Regions from separate parts of the Hordeum vulgare genome. Here region 1 is linked to region 2. Evidence: chromatin contacts called from public Hi-C data. All regions are on one chromosome and are shown on one strand. The core of a region is the stretch at or near the end of the contact, and the rest is flanking DNA. Distances in the headings are between cores, read along the strand shown.

Region 1 (3,352 bases), core at 475-2,974, 510 kb after region 2:
CGTGAACTCGCGACCTCTACGAACTCCAAGACCATCTACGACCTACACTATACTACAAATTCTTATGATCTTCGACAAATAATTTGTTTTTCCAATTATACATCTGTCATGAATTGTCTCTTATGTTGGTGCTAGACTTTTGGTTATTAGAGAATAAGTCGAACTACTTTGAATAAGCTACATTATCATAGTCTTGATTGGAATAATATTTGTAGTGCTTTCTTATGTCTTGATTTGCCTTATCTAGTTGGATCATCCTGGAAGATTTATATTTTTTACTGTCTCATTTAACTTGAAACTAATTCGAGATTGACTCGAGATCGTTACAAGCTGAACACGAGTGAAGTTTTATGGCTCGACAATTAGCTTCACTTAGTTTGAGCTCGCTTGAATTTCAATATGAGTTGAGCTAAGCCAAGTACAACTCGCTCGAACTTGACTTATTTGCAGCCCTAGCTGCGAGGCAACCGAAATAGCGCTCGCTGATGGTAACTAGTTAGCGAGCACTTCTTCGGGAGCCTTCGAGCGATCACTCTCATGCGTCGCCATTTAGCGCGTTCTCAGCCGCCACCACGTGTCGCGCTCTCAACGTTCCCGTCGTAATTTTTTTCGCACGTGTTTTTGGCTCTTTAGAGTGATTTTTTTCTGGATTTTTTTGGTGTTTCGATTTTTTTATCATCTCGCAAAAAAAAGAAACTTTTGGACAATATTTTTTTCGCAAAAAACGCGTTTTCTATTTTTTTTACGAAAAAACACAGTTTCTGTTTTTTTGCGAGAGACACGGTTTTGCTTTGCGAGAGGCACGATTTTGCCTTCGCGAGAGACACGGCCGTGCCTCTCGAAAAGAGAAAAAACGTGTTTTTTGTTTTTTTTTGCGAGAGGCACGGTTTTGCTTGTGCGAAAGGCACGGATTTACATTCACGATAGGCACGCCCGTGCCTCTCGGAAAGGGGAAGAAAACGCGTTTTTCTGTTTTTTTTGCGAGAGACATGGTTTTGCTTCCGTGAAAGGTACGGTTTTGCCTTCGCGAGAGGCACGTCCGTGCCTCTTCCGAAAGGGAAAAAATGTGTTTTCTAATTTTTTTTGCAAGAGACACGGTTTTGCTTCCACGAAAGTTACAATTTTTCCTTCGCGAGAGGCACGTCATGGCTCTCCTGAAAGGAAAAAAACGTGTTTGCAGCTCTCTCTTTTTTTGCGAGAGACGCGGTTTTGCTTCCGCGGGAGGCATGGTTTTGCCTTCGTGAGAGCCACGACTCGTTTTCTGATTTTTTTTCTATCGCGTGAGGCACGATTTTTTCGTCCGGTTTTTTCTTCTGGTTTTTTCGTGAAAAAAAAGTTCGCCAAAACCTATTAAAATGGGATCTAGTTTTGAAGATCTCGACGCGAGAAAATCAACGGTGGAAATCAACGTGGAAACAGTTCAAAATTTGGACGCATGATTTAGGAGATAAAATATTTTAAAAATACGGATCTACGAAAAAAGGAAAATTTTCAGGTTGCGATAAATGATACGCATGCAGTCCGCTATTTATCGTAACCTGTGAAAATGGAAGTAATCGTTAAAAGGTGCAATCGCTAACTAGTGATTTCGGCGCTCGATAGCCGGTGGCTCCCGTTCACAACTTAAGTAAGAGCGAGAAGATTTGGGCTTTTGAGCAGCCGGCCCAACAAGGAAACGTGCGAGAGGTTCCGGTCTAGAGAGGACGCAGTGCTCTGTTCCTGCACGGGACAGCGCGGTCGCCGCCAGCGTCGCCTTTTCTTCTTCCCTGTGGCACTGTCCGCTCCGGAACCTTGTCCCCAGAATTGAGGGGTAGCAAGGAGAGGGTCAGAGGCGGAGCAGCCGCAGCGGCAGAGACGCGGCGACACGAGGCAAGAAGAGATGGACTACCGCAACAAGCTCGTGCTCGCGCCCATGGTCCGCGCGGTAACTACTCCAAACCCTCCCACCCCGATTCGCAGCAGCGTCCCGCATGAGCTGGAGGCGTAGGAACCGAGTTTTAGTCCCCGGAGCACGGGGACCTAGATTCAAGCCTCCCTGAATCTAGAGCGGGAAGCTTTAGTGCCGCACGGGGTGATTGAGTAGCTCGATGGGCGATTGCCCGTGTTGCTAGCCGTGCTAGTCAGAACGAACCCCGAGAGATCTCTAGTTGGAAATCAGGGTTTCTTGGATGCAGCTCTAGGGACTGGAATAAGTAGCACGATATCTCCATTGATGAACTGATTAGTTCTTTGTATGGTTCTCAGTTGCCCGATGCTGGATTCCTGATTAAGAGGGTGCTTGGATACGTTTTAGTCCCATGACTAAAAGTAGTGAGACTAAAACTTGCTAGCCTCACCCATGCTTGGATCCAAGTACTAAAGAGACTAAAATCAAGTTAATGAGCATTTATTATCCTCCAAACTGTCCAATCCAGAACTTGCATGAGGAGTTAAATGAGGAGAGAGAGGACTAATGCACATTTTAGTAGGGGTACCCCTGACTAAAAGATTTTAGCCTCAAGACTAGTTTTAGCCTCTCTTTAGTCAGGGGCGCTTGGAACTTTAGCCTCTTAAAGAGACTAGTTTTAGTCAGACTAGTTTTAGTCTCTTGGATCCAAGCACCCTCTAAACACTAGTTATCCTCCACAAATCACAGTTATTTCTAGACAATATCCTCCTTGTCACACATTTCTTCAACGTCTTTACATAGTTATATGTGGAACCTTCCTTATTCTGTCAATGATTTTTGCAGGGTACTCTGCCGTTTAGGCTACTGGCTGCTGAATATGGCGCCGATATTACGTATGGAGAAGAAATAATAGATCATAAGTTTGTGCACTGTCAACGTGTTACAAATGGTATTGTAGTCCAACTGATGTTTCACGGTTTATTATCATCTCACAAGTCACAACTATGACTACCACATCAATGATTATGTTCTGCTCATAAACTACCGTTTTCGCATCTTATAGTATTGTAGATAGCTTTACTCCAATAATGTTGCATTTTAAGTCAGTAACTGATTCTTGGATGTGTTTTTGTTTTGTTTGGAGATAGATAACAAATTTAATTGAAGGACAACTTAATGTACAAGTGTATGATTTAAGGACAACTTAATGCCACTGGATTTTGTTTCTTTGTTCTACATGCTGTCCAGATTTGTGTGGTATCCACTCATTCTAATCATTATGTTCATCATTGGTCAGAATCTCTTGGGACAACTGATTTTTTGGAAAGAGGGACTGATAGTGTTGTTTTCCGAACATGCCCGCAAGAAAGGGATAGGGTTGTCTTCCAAATGGGCACATCAGATGCTGTGAGAGCACTTAAAGCTGCTGAGATTGTGTAAGCCTTACTTCTGAGTTTGCTCTTA
Region 2 (3,557 bases), core at 170-2,669:
TGTGGACCGCAACAACGACGGATTAGCTAAAGGGCTTGGCATATTCCATGCAGACAAGTAGACCAAAAGGATCATCATTAAACATATCTAGTGACCACAAAAAGGAATAATAACCAAGAGATAATGGCACCTACTGTATTAGGATCGGGAAACAGGGGATTAATTGCTCAACAGCGTCAGTGGAAATGTCTCAACCACTATATGGCCCCATGTGTGCTACTACCAGTACTACTAATTTACTTATTTTAATACACAGGTGGACTTCAGTAAACACTTCCTAATTTAAACACGCACCTTTCTGATTTAAACAAGCATCCTTAATTACAATCAAGCCCCGCATATATCAGACTCGGAGCACAACGTTTTCCTATACCGAGGTTGGGTTTGTGGAGTTTTCCCAAGGGTCTATATATACTACAGTGAGAACAGATACTACTGGCCATCAACCTGAAACTGATGTGATCATTGAGAAACAAAAAGTAATATAGGCACACAGATCTGACACGTTTAATTGCACTGTCTACCACCACAATTATTATGCACGCTATGAATTGATGTCGCATATAATGCGATACTGTACAACCAAATACAGTTCGACAATTCAATGGGCATTGGGCATTGCACTGAACATACCCACATGATTTCTTTTTCCCCACTCCAAGCAAGATATCTCTACCACCATATGCAATCTCAATGCAGGAGAGGGGAGTTTGCCCCCAAAATATCTAACTTGTGTAGACAAAGCAACAGAGCATGGAGGAGCAGACATAATGTCCCCGGCATCAATAGGAGGAGAACGATTTGGGCATCCCTGAATTCGTAAACGCGGCGACAAGGTCGGAAGGATTGCGCCCCCTGATTTCACAGAGGAAATGAATGAGATGCCTGCTTTGCTAGACGAAGGAGGCATCACAACGCCGAATTTGACCAATAAGAAGAGGGAGGAAAAACAGAGAGCTACCGGCCATCGCGTGTTCTTCCTAGAGAAGCACCCCCAGCAGGCAGCAGCCGGTGCCAAGGGCGGCGGCGGCGGCGGCGGCAAAGCTAGACGCGCACACGCGAGACGCGGAACCAACCCAGCACAATTGCAGCATCCGAAAGCCGGCCACGAGAAACAATCCCACGGCGCCGGAACCGGCCGGAGAACGCAATCTACGCCCCCAAAAAAACAGAAACAAGAAGAGAAACGGGGCGGGTTCGTTTGAACCAACCTGGGAAGGAATCCAATCCGCACGCGCGCCGCCGCCCAGGGTTCGCTGGCCTCCGAGAATCGAGCGAGGGGGCGGCGAGAAACGATCGGGGAGATTGCGGGAGCTGGGTCGCGCCGGCCTGCGTGGGGGCGGAGGAAGAAGATGGATAGATAGAAGGAGGTGGGGGAGGAGAAGGTGGGATGAGATTAGGTGTCGACGTCACTTGCGGAGGGGGCTAGAGAAAAACTTATAGGGGGCGGAGACCGGCGGAGGTCGGGAGGCGCTGGCCGTCCGATCGCGGGCGGGGGGCGCGGGACGACGCGCGCCGTCGGTCGCCTCGATCGGACGGTGAGGAGGGTTTCCCACGTTGCTTTCGGTGGGAAGCTTCCGGTTCGGGTTTTTTTATGCGGCGAGGACGGCGGCCTCGGTATGCGAGCGAGCGAGCGAGCAAGCAACGGAAAAGGATATGGTTTCGTGATCCCACGAGCTGTTTCACAAGATCGGTTAAATAAACAAATGACAAGCTAGCTCAAATCTCACAAGCGCGGCTCACTAACAGCAACTCCAACGCCGGCGATTCAAATGAACGCGCGTTTTATTTTTTCATCTGTTTGGATCGATCAGACACACGTATACATCCCGCATTTTTATATGGATCGACTTTAGCGTTTAACGAAGGACGGGTCTAAATTTATCCGTGTAGAAGAAAAACAGATTTCACAGAAGTAAACATGATTAAACATAGTGGACGGTCAACTGCCGGCCAAAGTCCACTTAAACCTAATTGGACATAGGGCGCTCTCGAGGGCGGCTTGGTACGCCGCCTCTTCGTCCTCCTGGTGCGGCACAACCTCACGCGACAGTGGAGGAACATCGTGGTCGACGGCGCTCCTCCTTGTGCTTTAGCGCGAAGCAGCGCTTCCAGTTGGGGGAGTCTCACGAGTAAGCAAGCATCTGTCGCTGCTCCGGAGTGAGGGCCTGGCGACGCCGGCAAACCTCCGGAACTGCCAGAATAGGGATCCGTTGCAGATCCATATGCCAGCCGTGAGGCACGCTGACATTCGGATACTGCAATGGCCAGCGGTACTGCCAATGTCACCGCGCTTGGTGGATTGTATGTACACGCATTGCCGCTCTGCTGGGGAGTCGTGTCTAGAAGGCGATGGCGCAGGAGCTTGCCCCGGCAAGCCGTGAGAAGAGCTCGCACCGTCGGACAGCTTCCGACTCCCCTTGCCATTGAAAAACCCCATGGTTTGGGCTTGCTAGGGTTTTCAATCGCCGGCGAGGGAGCACCGCATGGCCACATGTGGACGGGGTTGAGAGTGGATGAGGCCAGCCCCACCGCACGCTTGCATAAAAAAGGACGGTCACATATGGACCGTTCACACGCTACCAGATGGGCCCGTAGGTAGGTGCTGGCATTTAATAAGATGCACTAGTGGTTGGGTAGCCGACAAGTTGGGCCGTGGCGGACATCGAGGGGACGCCGGTGCGTCAGCGTCGCGTCCACGCCGACGCATTTCAGGCGCAATTTTGGCCCGGAAATGGGTCCACGCGGACACGACACAGACGGATTTTGGGAACAGGTCGCCGCGTTGGGCCGACGTTTTTGTCCGCAACGACCTTAACGGACGTGGGCAGACGAAATGGATTGGTCCGTTGGAGTTGCTCTACATTCGTCCCAAATTCCACAAACCGACATTAAATCGAGGGAAAGGTCTCTCACACTACTTATGCACACAAAAAACTCATTCGGAGTACTCATTTTTTCAGCATGTCCCTCCTCATGCCCTCTGTATCCATGCTCCTGAAGATCGACGTCGCTATCATACCACCCCGAGTGCCGCCAGGCCTTTGCCTGTCGGACCTCTGCCGCTCCATTCATACGCCTACCCCCGTGTAGGCCTACGGATTCGAGTCTGGATGCAGTCATCGAGCACGTACTCTTCACCATTGCGATGTGTTCACAACCGACACCACGACGGTCAAGTGTTTGACTAAATTCCATAGATTTTTATGTTCTTGGTATTTACTTTAAAGCAAAACATGATAGATTCGTATGAAAAGAGCTTCCAGTCCGAGTTCATGGATTTGTCTGTTGAATAATGACGATAAAATGACAATGATAAGGATTATTCTTGAAGAAACAGAGCATGTGTTAGAGCACACTTTCAATTTCGAGGGTCCAACAAAAGGAATATCCAGTATTGCAGTGGAACATGACACGGTAGCACATGAATCTGTACGACTACTACTTTGCCCCTCATGCGCTATTCGGCCCTTATTTTGGACACCAATTTCGAATGAGTTATGCTATTTATTTTTTTATTATGTTCGGTACTAAGAGTACATGAAAAACGAGGGGGC

Evidence for each region. Hi-C and Micro-C count contacts between places; a contact is called where the count stands out from the background.
Region 1: a Hi-C map of leaf shows a contact between it and region 2, with 4 times the contacts expected there. The contact joins the promoter of LOC123427334 here to the promoter of LOC123427323 in region 2. A contact is called at or near these places in 2 of 6 Hi-C or Micro-C datasets (both in leaf).

What each region holds. Positions count from the first base shown.
Region 1 is chr2H:567,594,162-567,597,513 of MorexV3_pseudomolecules_assembly, forward strand. It overlaps LOC123427334 (tRNA-dihydrouridine(20) synthase [NAD(P)+]-like), which reads left to right and starts at 1,725. Exons shown (of 11, transcript XR_006622388.1): 1 at 1,725-1,924; 2 at 2,732-2,837; 3 at 3,186-3,324.
Region 2 is chr2H:567,082,401-567,085,957 of MorexV3_pseudomolecules_assembly, forward strand. It overlaps LOC123427323 (E3 ubiquitin-protein ligase RMA1H1-like), which reads right to left and starts at 1,420. Exons shown (of 2, transcript XM_045111335.1): 1 at 1,212-1,420.